Linked DNA regions of Hordeum vulgare: region 1 is linked to region 2. Evidence: chromatin contacts called from public Hi-C data. All regions are on one chromosome and are shown on one strand. Each heading gives the region's core, a stretch centred on a gene start, on an enhancer-like site or on the middle of the called end of the contact. The rest is flanking DNA. Distances are from core to core; before and after follow the strand shown. Region 1 holds the start of LOC123412906. Region 2 holds the start of LOC123411095 (protein REVEILLE 6-like).

Region 1 (5,765 bases), core at 527-3,026, 250 kb after region 2:
TAGCACAAAAAAGGACAACCTTCTCATCCGTTTCCTGCTGGCACGCCTCCTGTTGTCGCTTGGCATAACGTGCATCACCCACGTGACATGCAGGACCATGCGACTTCGCCGAGCCCAGTGTCAGTAACGTTGTGACGTTTGATACACACAAGGTATTCCTCCGGTGTCAGTGAGTTATATGATCTCATGGTCATAGAAATAAATACTTGACATGCAGAAAACAATAGCAATAAAATGACACGATCAATATGCTACGTTCATAGTTTGGGTCTAGTCCATCACATGATTCTCCTAATGATGTGATCCAGTTATCAAGTGACAACACTTTGCATATGGTTAGAAAACCTTAACCATCCTTGATCAACTGGCTAGTCAACTAGAGGCTTACTAGGGACATTGTTTTGTCTATATATCCACATATGTATCTTTGCTTTCATTCAATACAATTATAGCATGGATAATAAACGATTATCTTGAAACATGAAATATAATAATAACTATTTTATCATTGCCTCTAGGGCATATTTCCAACACTTTTGTCCGTTTGGGTCGTCCGTCCGTCTAGCGGACATGAGGCGGACACGCGCGGCCTGTGGACGAACCCAACGCACGAGATGCAAAAAAGCGGACGACCCCGCCCTGTTGTTCCTTTCGCTCTCTCCCAGGGCCAACGCTAGCATCACTGCCGACCTGCGCGTGCTCAGGGCCGGGCCGCACCTCGCGGGGACGGCCGAGCGCATGCCTCCCTCGCGTTGCCGGACCGGATGGCCGAGATCGATCCCGACACGCATCTGGCGCGAGCACGAGTCCCCTAGAGGAACGAACCTCCCTCCGCCCCTCGCCCCCGCCCATCGTTATAAACGACGGCGTACGCACCAGAGGCAGCCCAACCCAGCCCCCTTCGCCCCGCCTCGCCTTGAACACATCGCCAGTGGAGCAGCCAACGAACCACAGCCGACGCTCGATCCGTCCGCCCGTTCGTCGACATGGGCCTGAAGGTACGAGATGCACGCGCATAAATCCACTGCTTCCTCTCCCCCTCTCGATCTCGCGCTGCTCTGTCGCGCGACCGTCGCGCCCCCACACCACATGTAGCGGCCTTGGGGAGTGGCGGACCGCTGATAGGTGGGACCAGGGCGGACACGAGAGGGGAGGAGCGGACGACGGGAGCGCCCAGTTTTGTCCGTCACGGATCCATTTATAACCTAATTTTGCTTCCAGTTTAGATCGGGATGGACAACAAGCGAACACCAGACGGACACGCGCGTTCATTTGGGTCATCCCTTGGACCAGTTTTTGTGTCGAATGACCCAAACGAATAAAATGAATAAAATGGATCGCTGAGTTGGATTGCTCTAAAAGGACCAAACACGACAAAGAAAAACATGGCCACTATCTCCGCACAACAGAATCACACAGTCACACCGCCATCATAAAGAAAAAGCGGTGCGGTGCGGTGCGGCTGCGGCGCGGCGGCTCCTCCCCATTCCCCGAGTTCCGACCGGCCACCGAGACACGGACACACACACACACACACACCCCGCGGCTCCGACCAACCATGGCCGCCGCCTCCTCCTCCGCCCTCGCGTCGCCGCGCACCGCGCGCCAGCTCGTCGACGCCCTCACGGCGCACCTCTCCCTCTACCACGCCTCCAACCCTAGCAGCCCCTCCGCCTCCGCCTCCCCCTCCCCGCGCGCCGCGATCCTGCGCTGGCTGGCCGCGCTCCCGCCGCCGGCGCGCGCGGCGGCCTGCACGGCCCTCCTGCCCCCGTCCGCCTCGGCCGCGCTCCTCTCCATGCTCCGCCGCCTCCGCCTCCGCGGCCACTCCTCCTTCTTCGTCCTCGCCGACCCGGCCCCCTCCGACCCCTCATCCCCCACCGTCCTCTCGCGCCTCTCCCGGGGCCTCCTCGCGCGCGCCGCCGCCGCCTCCCGCGCGCACGACCTGCTCTTCTCCCGCGCGCTCCTCTTCACCGCCACCCCCGCCTCCCCGACCCCCGATGCGCTCACGCTCGCCGAGCCCCTCCTGGCCGACCTCGACGCCTTCGTCGCCGCCATGGACGAGATCTCCGCCGGGGCCTTCCTCCGCGCAGGCGCCGGCGACGGCGAGCTGGATTTAACCGCATTGGCGTCCCAGGACTTCCCCGAGCTGCCCTGGCTGAAAGCCAAGGGGTACTACGTGATCGAGGAGCTCGTCGCCAACTGGGTCGAGATCGCGCTGCGGATGTCCTGGGCGGCGGCCGGGGGAGGCGGCGCTGGGGGGAAGAAGGCGCTGAGGGTCGGGAGGTGCGTCAAGGAGAAGGCCGGGCTCGCCTCCACGGCCTTCTGGAGGGAGAAGGGGTATGTGGACTGGTGGATGCGGCTGGAGCCCCGGGTGAGAGCAAGGATCACGGGAGCCTTCTTCGGGAAGAGTGCCAAGGCGCTGGTAATATGCCCTCCCGCACTGCGTTTCGACATGTTTTTTCGTTCATGGCTATGGAGTTCCATGGTCGATGCTTGTCTCAGTTGTATGTATGCATTTAATTTCAGGCTATATAGCTTGTACATGCAAAGTGCAAAGTTTTATCTGTTAGTAACACATTTGCTTCTTATTGTACATGACTGTATGAATTGTGTTGCTATCTGGTCTAATTAGGATGTATAGGTGAGTTAAATAGGACTAATTTTCGTTTTATGGGGTGGTAGAGGCAGCATCCATGTATTCTGGGTAGCTAATTGCCATTTTTGCATGGAAAGAAGTAATGTTGGCTGAATGTGCTTGAGGAAGAAAAACACAAAAGTGATGGGAATTGCATGCCTAGAATGTTATTCACTTATTGTCATCATATTTGAAATCAGCTGTTTTAAGTAAAGTAGACTCTGAGAAAAACCTTCCAGAAAAAGCTAAACAGCACAAATATACTGCCCTTGGATCCATGATTTAATTGTGCAGCGTTCTGTCTGGGAGGCTCTAGTGGAGGATGGATTGGAAGATTATGTTAGTTATTTAAGAAAAGAGTGAGTTCACTGATATATTTTGTCAGATAACAAAAGACTCACCCTTAATGCTTTACATATTGTTTTGGAAAGATCATATCAAACATTCTAGCATTCTGCTTATGTAATGCATGTTTAGAGGGTGGAAATGACTTTTTGCTAAAATATCGGCACTTGCATAATTAAACTATTTGGCAAACGACGGATTGACTTTGCTTGCCAAAATGTGCATTCTTTTGTGAATTACAAGCATAGACGCTCCATACACTCTTTCATAACCAATGCATCAGGGATGATTATCATGTTGCTGTTACTAGGTTGAACAAACCAAAGATCTGATCACAAACCAATCATTTATTGAAAACAACTTTGAGTCCTTGTTGACTCAAATGGTTTGCTTTTCGTAAATCCTGTGTAGGAGTGCTTTTAATAATAGATTCCACAATAGGTTCGACCACAAGTAGGTTACTTTTGGCCTGGACAATTTAGTGTGTCCTACCCACAGTTCTCCTCTAGCTTATGTGTAAACTTTCATTTTCATTATTGATTTGTTTGTCTTTCTTGGGCAATCAGATACATGCAGGTTGACAAATTGGTCGTCCTTTTATCAAAATCCCGATTCAGTGTTTCTTTTAAATACCGACTGAAGATATTGCTATCCTGAATATGCTAATTGCTTATGTTGACCAGCCTGCTGACACGGTGTACACGAACAATCATCTCTTTTTGCCACCCCATACCTTCTTGTTTTACATACCGCTAATGTTGGGAAGAGGATCACTGAAGTTGTGTCATTGGTGTGCAGTTAATCTGAGGAAGTTGCTATGCCAAGCATATTTAAGTCACATACTAATAGCTCAAGTTTGCAGGCTAATGAGATTGGAGGATCAGATGTTGCTTCTAGCGATTCTGGATCATTTATTGCAGACAGTTTGTATGGATGTACACGGCAGTCTTTTTTCAGAAAGAATCAACCTGGTTGCGGCGATGTTGCAAGCATTCTGTCTTGTAAAAAGAAGCCTGCTTTTGCTAAAGAATTAAAAAGATTGCTAGTGCTTCAGGAGATAGTGTGTTTAAAGAGCAATATTACTTACTGTGGCGGTGATGCAATCTTTCTCACTTCATTAATGTCAGCTGGCACTGTTGCTGACAATATACTCATGAGATTACGAAGACTTCTCATGGTGGTGTCGACGGAAAGTATAAATTTGGAACTCATTGGGGATGGAGCATCAAATAATACAAAAAAGAATGTTGAAAAGACAAGTGCAGGTTCTCGAAAAGGGAAGAAGAAGTCTAGTAGCTCGAAAAAGCTAGCAGCGTCTTCCAAGTCATCTAAGGTATAGCTCATTCATGCCTTTCTTCCTATAGTTTGTTATCGGCACGGGGCTGTATACTTCAACAAGCAAGTTAGCTTGTTTAACTTACGGGCTCTTTTCCAGGACAATGGAGGCAGTAGCACAGAAACCCGAAGTTCTAGGATTGTGTCAAAGTCAAACCAGCAGACTCCATCTGTTCGATGCACTATTATTGGACCTGCTTCTGTAGAAACTCCTTGCAAAGAAATTGCATCAATACCAAAGGCGGTAAGCATATTTTAGCACAATCCTACTTTGTGTTTGTTAAGTCATGACTTACGAGTGGCATACTTTTTATTTTAGGAGCAGGCCATCAGGTTGGTTGACTGTAATAATCAGTGTAACAAAAAGAAAAACAAACGTAAAGGGAAAGCAAAATTCTCTGATCTTATGAGAGCTGAGAACCCTGGACCTGGCAAATTGAAGACAACTGCTGCTCATGTTGCTACAGAAGCCTCGCATAAATCTGCCGAAGCAGTAGATGCCCCACCGCGTGTCCCATCTCATGGGAATACTTCCAGTAATGACATCCCTCAAGCAGCGGGTTGCTCTGAGTCTTCAAGTATCTTTGATGGAACTGAAGAAAAAGGCATCAAAAGCAGCAGAAAACTGGAAGATACCTTATGTTCTTCTACGGTTATCTCATCAGTAACCACAGAGTATTGTCAGAGTGCACAAGAACCTGCCAACTTCAGTGTGAATGAGCAGAGCTCATCACACACTAGTCTAAATGAATCCATGGTCCAACCATCTTTATGTTCACCTTCCAGCAGTGATAATGTTTTATCTGGTAATCCATGCAGAAACTTTGCTGACTCCTTGGTAAGAACTGCACAGGATAAGACTGGCTGTGATATAACACAGGGAGCTTTGCATGGACTTCCTCCTGGCGTTGGTAAAGGATACGGGAAACAAGTGGATCATAACTCTGTAGTGACAACCGACAAACTTTTACCATCAGTCATTCCTGCCAACATTCTCCAAAGTGCTATAAGCGACAATAGTACGACAGTGAAGAATGGTGTAGATGAATACTATGCATTCAACCGGAACCTACTAGGAGGAACATCATACGAGTGGCCTAGTGTAGCACCCCATTTTGTATCACCTGAAATGCAACAGCGCCCTGCTGCAGCAGACAGGTTGCATCTTGACGTTGGTTACAGATGGCCTACTCAATTTGACCAACCTTTCATTCCTGCCAACCATCAGGTGAGAAGCTCACCAGTTGAAGCTGGATGCAATCAAATGTTATCTTCCCTGTCAGTGCCCTTAAGTTTTGATTGGCCTCCTGTTTTCAGAGGTTATGGTAAATTGACTCAAAATGCTGCTTTAAGTTATGATCCGGTATTTGCCCCACATATGCAGTCTTCTGCATGGCCTGGGTTTCCTGCTCAACTAATTCAGAGAGGTGGCATTTGCAGTGAAAAAGAT
Region 2 (5,971 bases), core at 1,410-3,909:
GGTCAAGTCTGCCACTCGGCCCTCAGACGGATCAAAGAAGAGTGGGGAACCTCTCGCTGGTTTTTGGAATTCGACATCAGGAAGTGTTTTCACACCATCGACCGACATCGATTCATCTCAATCTTGAAGGAAGAGATCGACGATTCCAAAGCTAATATAATTTTGAAACAGCAATACTGTTCTAATAAAACAGTAGTCCTTACAGCATACATACCGTTTCCACATCAATCGGATCCATCGCCTTTAACCTCTGCAAATGCCCACTTGTATCTGGATCGAATACGCTTCCAAGGAAGTTGTATACTTGGGAAAAATCTGGCATAGCTGCAGATGCAAGCAGGGAGCAGCAGACGTAAGAATGCAGCAAGTAATAGACTCAGTCTCACAGAGATATCTCTAGCGATAAATGCCCTCTAGCTTAAGATATTATTTCAGCAAGAAAAATATATCGCGCATGGCATAGTAGGTTAAGAACTAAGCTGTTGGCCAAAATAAAAGTTGCGAGGATGGATTTGCACAGTGAATGCTGCATTAAGATCGAACTTACCGCGAGGCAGCACATTTTCTTGTTCAACTGCTTCAGAGGTTGGCCACGTTCCAGATTGGCTCTCTATACTGCTAGAGCAGTTATTTGTTGCAACAGCACTTGTAACTGTCAAATATGTGAACTTTCAGTGCTTACTTTATAAGGTGCTAGTCTTCAATGGGTATTATGACAATAGTGAATAACAGACCTTGTGTAGGTTGAACAAGAGCATTGTCCCAGGAAGGCACCAGGGCATTTGCATTTGTGTTTGGGACAACCGCAGATGTGTCCATAGACATAATAACACCATCTTGATCCCTCGGAGGAGGGAGAGGAGGTTGTTGTGATAAAACAGCTTGGGATGCTACAGGGGCTAAACAAAGTTTAGTTAGCATAATCGCTGAACTGCTGAAGTATAAACAGTTCGTGCCGGAGACTAGAAAGTAGAAACATGGACAGTAAGTACCAGTTTTAGAGGCCTTCTGTGGATATGGATGTGCTGCCTTACGCTTTGGCCGAGGCGGTGGTAAATGTTCACCTGTACCGTTCTTTTGAACCTTCAAAAAGTATTTTTGTGCATGGCTCCTTATCTGTTACAGAAATGCGCGGTGTTGCAAGAAGGTTCAGCACACCGATTTTCTTTATGATATTGTGATTTGTAAACAAAACAATCATGCAAAATTTTCAATCAGACTGAACGTGTTTCACTTGTAACTTTAAGTGCACCAAAAGTTGAATGATGCCTATATAATGTTTGGTACACTAAAAACCTAGACCACCACTGGTCGAATTTTGTTCAATTAGCATTTGCGAAGGACTTGTAGGTGCTGAGATAGCCACGAACTATACCTGTATCACAGTTTTCGAGCCAACAAATGCTTCTATCTTTTTCCAATCACGGTCAAACCTATAATAACAGACAAAAAGAAAAGAGGTGAATCCCTTTATAGTAATACTGCCAGTTACATACTCGCAAACTATAACTAATATACATGTAGCTGAATCCCTTATCAAAATCACAAATTTTTTTGCTCTCTTCCCAGCTGCAGATACACACCATGTACTCCAATAAAAAACCAAAAGTAGACAATTGTGGTGTTACCGTGTTACAACGTTACTCCCCCTGTCCCAAAATAATTGTCTCGACTTTGTACTAGCTCTAGTACAAATTTGTACTAAGCTTAAGACACTTATTTTGGGACGGAGGGAGTACATGTGAGTTAAACATAAATCCCGTCTCTCTTCTTTTTCCAAGTGCAATATAACCTCCCCGACGTCTCGGAACAAACATCCAATAGAACACATGTGCCTTTTGTGAGAGTATGTGCACGCCCTCTGCTGCCCCTGAACCAAGCCCCGTATACTTATACAGTAGCACATTTGAGCTAGAAAACGAGCCAAAAATGGAAGGCTACATGAACAACCCAAAATGCTAAGCGGGTATGGCAGTGCCTGGGGCCAGCAAGCAAAACCAATTAGCAATCGACACGCTCCATCCAATCCAAGGTAGTATAGAGATTGTAAAGCGGAAAAAGAATCACGTTTTTGTGGAGCGGACGCGCGGACCAAATCTAAATCTAAAAACAGAAATAAAAAAAATCACATTCCGTGGAGCGGATCCCCGACCGACACCACGATCAGTCGCCGAAATCAGACGAAGACGAACCAATTAGAAGACGTAGTAGAATGGGGGGGACTCACAGCTGCAGCGCCTCGAGGAACTTGTCGTGCTCGGGCTCGGTCCAGCTCTCCCTGGACTTGGTGATGGTGTAGGGCTTCCTGACCTTCATCCTGGCCTCCTCCGCCGCCGCCGCGTCCGCCGGCACGGCCATCGGCGGCCCCGCGGCCAGCTGCTGCTCCTTCCCCTTCCCCTTCCCCCCTCCTCCGCCGTCCCCGCCGCCTCCCCCCACGGCAGCAACCGCGGCCTCCAGCGGCTTGGGCGTCGTGCTCATCGACACCATCCGACGACTGAACGAACGAACGAACGAACGCCTGTGGTAGCTGCGCTGCGCTGCGGTGGCTAGGGTTTCCGCCTCCTTTCTCCCTCCCTCCCTCTCTCTCTCTCTGCGGCGCGCGTGCGTGTGGGTGTGGCTCGGCTGCTTGGGGAACGGACGATGTGGTCTCTCTCTGGCAGGCTCGTCGGGTCGGGTCACCCATTTCCTTTTGTTTCTGGTGTGTCTGCGGTCGGGTCGTTAGACGTCTCTGGGGCCTTCCGCCCGCCTCCGGTCAGCCGTGGCCACAAGCGTGGTCGGCCGGATTGGTCGAGGCACGATGCGATTCGCGCCGACCCGCGCGATCGCGAGCCACGTGTACCACTGCGTCAGCCTTTTTCTTTTCCTTTTTTTTTTTTGCAAGGGACGGCCGCGTTTCTCGTTCGTACAAAGAGAATCTCTCACGTCCGGGGACGCAGCATCTCCCATCGGATTCTCTCACGTCCGTCCATCCATCAATGCGCGTTGGTGGCCGTCGGATTGCATCAACGCCACGGCAGCGTCAAGCGTGCGACAAGTTCGATGCTGCGTCGTTGCAGCCCGGTCGGAGCTCCAACGCACCACGACCAACGACGTCCGGCGATGCTTCCGACGGCCCACCGTTGCTCCATTGCATCTCCGGCGGTGCTCCCGACAGCTTCAAGACGACATCGCTCGAGCTGCAGCGCCCCTCGTCGGCTCCTCGTAGCGGTCACCGTCATAGCGCTGGCGAGGTGGCGACGCTCCGACGCAGCTCCGGGAGGCCGCTGCATCGGCGCTCTTATGCAACTTCAGGCGCTCTCCCGGAACACCGACGACGCATCACCGTCATATTTTTCAACATCGGAAGCGGTAAGGCGGTGCCCAGGAAAGCTACGGGTCGACGCCGGTGCTACTAGTCATTGGCTGCTGGAGTGTGACAGGCCGGAGGAGCATGGATGCGTGGAATGTGAGCTCGCCGTCGGGTGCTGCAGAAGCCACCCCGTGGGCTGCTCCGACAAGAGGCATGGCAATGAGAGCGGGCGAAGCCTCAAGACAGAGGTAGGAGACGTAGTAGAATTGGACTTGGCTCGGATAGGGAAAGAGATAAGGTAGGCATCGAGCTACAAAAAGGGATAAGGTAGGCAGCATGGGTGCGTGAACCTATGATGCGTTGCGTGCGAAAGACACAGTTGATCATTTATTTATAAATGTTTTCCCAAATTAAACGTCGCTAATTTAGCACATAGTAAACCCCTAAAATCATCCTCATATCGTATGTTTGGACTCTATGTGAGCCTTTAAATACAACGTATATGTGTCTATTCGGGCATGTTGCATCAGCTGGGCATCCGGGTTAATTACCTCCATCTCATCGACGCCCCCCTTACCGCGTCGCTCGAAGCTCGGGGGCATTTTGTGTAGCACAAGTATTGGAGTTGAGGCGGTCCGGCTCTTCGGCTTGGAGTGGCGGTAAAGGTCACACAGAACTCTTCAAAGGCGATGGATGCAACTGATGTCGGTTTGGCCGTGTGGCGGCAGGATCCGTGGCGCCTGCCGCAAGTACGCCCTCCTGGATCACCTTGACGTCGACGCCCCCGCTACATCGACACCGGAGTGGTCTCTTCTCGACGCCATCGTCGTCCCTTGGCTCTATGGGTCTTTCTCGCTCAGCATCCTCGACGCCGTCATGACGCCTGGCGACGATCCTCTCGTCATCGCGCTGTGGAACAGCATCAACGGCCTCTTCAACGACCACAAGATCAATCGCGAGCTCCACCTCACGGTCGAGCTCTGTGATGTCAAGATGGGCGAGATGAGCATGCCCAACTATCTTCAAAAGGTCAAGTCTCTCTTCAATGGGCTTGTGGATCTTGGCTCCCATGTTGAGGACGCTGAGATGGTGATCCACTGCCTCAACGGCCTCCCCGAGCAATACGAGTCCGCCGCCGATCTGATCTCCCTCGTGTCAGGGATTTCTTTCGCGCGGTGTCGCTCCTTGCTCGCGCTCCGGGATATGAAGCGCAAAAATCGTCGCCGCTCGTACCACGGACACAACCCTCTACACCAATGTTGGCAACCCTGGCAAGGGCTCTGGCAAATACAAGAAGAAGAAGAAGAAGAAGGGCGCCGCTACTGCTGACGCTGCCAAGGAGGTAGCTCTTGTCTCGACGCCTGCGACCGCAACGGCCGCCCCTTCTCTTTGGCCCTCCCCGCAGCACCCGTGGAACGACACCATCCAGATGTGGCCCTATGGCCACGGGGTGCTCAGCCAAGCGCCGCCCGCCTACGCCCTGCCTCCCAGCTACGTGTCGAGGCACAACCCGTCGCCGCATGCGTTATATGCCCAGAGCCCGTATGGGGTAGCCCCCGTCCCCTATGGCTACGGCTATGCACCTGTGCAACCCAGCTATGGGCTCTGTGCCCCGGCTCCATCATCACCGGCATCGTCAACGCCCTCGTGGGACCAGGTTGCGCTGATGCACCAGTTCTAGACCATGGGGCTGCAAGCACCCACCAGGGAGTGGGTGATGAACACCGACGCCTCCTCCCACTTCGTGTCCGATCCCGGTATGCTCACCTCCGTGTCTCATCCATCCTCCTCTCGTTGTGCTATCATTGTCGATAACGGTTCCACTCTTCCGATTACCGGTACCGGGCATGCACGTCTTCTTATTTCCACTTCTTCTCCTCCTCTTTACCTTCGTAATGTCTTAGTGGCTCCTAACATAGTTTAAAACCTTTTGTCTGTTTGTCAATTCACCATTGATAATCGTTCCTCTGTCGAATTTGACCCTCTTGGTTTCAGTGTGAAGGATCTTCTAACCAGGATCGAGATTCTCATATGCAATAGCTTCGGAGCTCTCTACTCCATCCTTCCTTCATCCACCAGCCGGGCATCCACCTTCCTCGTTGTCGATCCAACACTCTGGCACCGTCGGCTTGGACATCCTGGGCGGCCTGTCATGGAGTCATTAGCTCGTTCCTCCATCATCCCTAGGGAAAATAATAAAAGTAGCTTGTTTCATGCTTGTCGGTTAGGTCGTCATGTTCGTCTTTGTTTTTCTGCCACCAATCGTGTAACCACTACTTCGTTTCAAATAATTCACTGTGATTTGTGGACATCTCCTGTTGAGAGTATTTCTGGCTTTAAGTATTATCTCGTTTGTCTCGATGATTTTACTCAGTATGCATGGTCCTATCCTTTACGGTCTAAGTCAGAAGCTTTCTAACATTTGTCGTCCCTTCATGCTTTAGCTCTCACCCTGTTTCGTGTGCGCTTGCAGGCTATTCAGTGTGCTAATGGTCGCGAGTTCGATAATTCCCTCCTTCATTCGTTTACCCACCACCATGGAATTGCACTCCGCTTTTCATGTCCATATACTTCGCAAGAGAATGGTAAAGATGAATGTATTATTCTACTCTTAATGACATTACTCGCACACTTCTCATCCAGGCAAGCATGCTGCCTTGCTTTTGGGTCGAGGCTCTTCTC

What was found. A called contact is a pair of places that touch in the nucleus more often than the background predicts.
Region 1: a Hi-C map of seedling shows a contact between it and region 2, with 2.8 times the contacts expected there. The contact joins the promoter of LOC123412906 here to the promoter of LOC123411095 in region 2. A contact is called at or near these places in 2 of 6 Hi-C or Micro-C datasets (leaf and seedling).

Annotation. Positions count from the first base shown.
Region 1 is chr7H:596,924,308-596,930,072 of MorexV3_pseudomolecules_assembly, forward strand. LOC123412906 reads left to right here and starts at 1,777. Exons shown (of 17, transcript XM_045105868.1): 1 at 1,777-2,422; 2 at 3,843-4,313; 3 at 4,416-4,559; 4 at 4,641-5,765. The coding sequence starts at 1,796.
Region 2 is chr7H:596,675,613-596,681,583 of MorexV3_pseudomolecules_assembly, forward strand. LOC123411095 (protein REVEILLE 6-like) reads right to left here and starts at 2,660. Exons shown (of 9, transcript XM_045104022.1): 1 at 2,228-2,660; 2 at 1,376-1,433; 3 at 993-1,116; 4 at 735-890; 5 at 548-652; 6 at 215-324. The coding sequence starts at 2,487.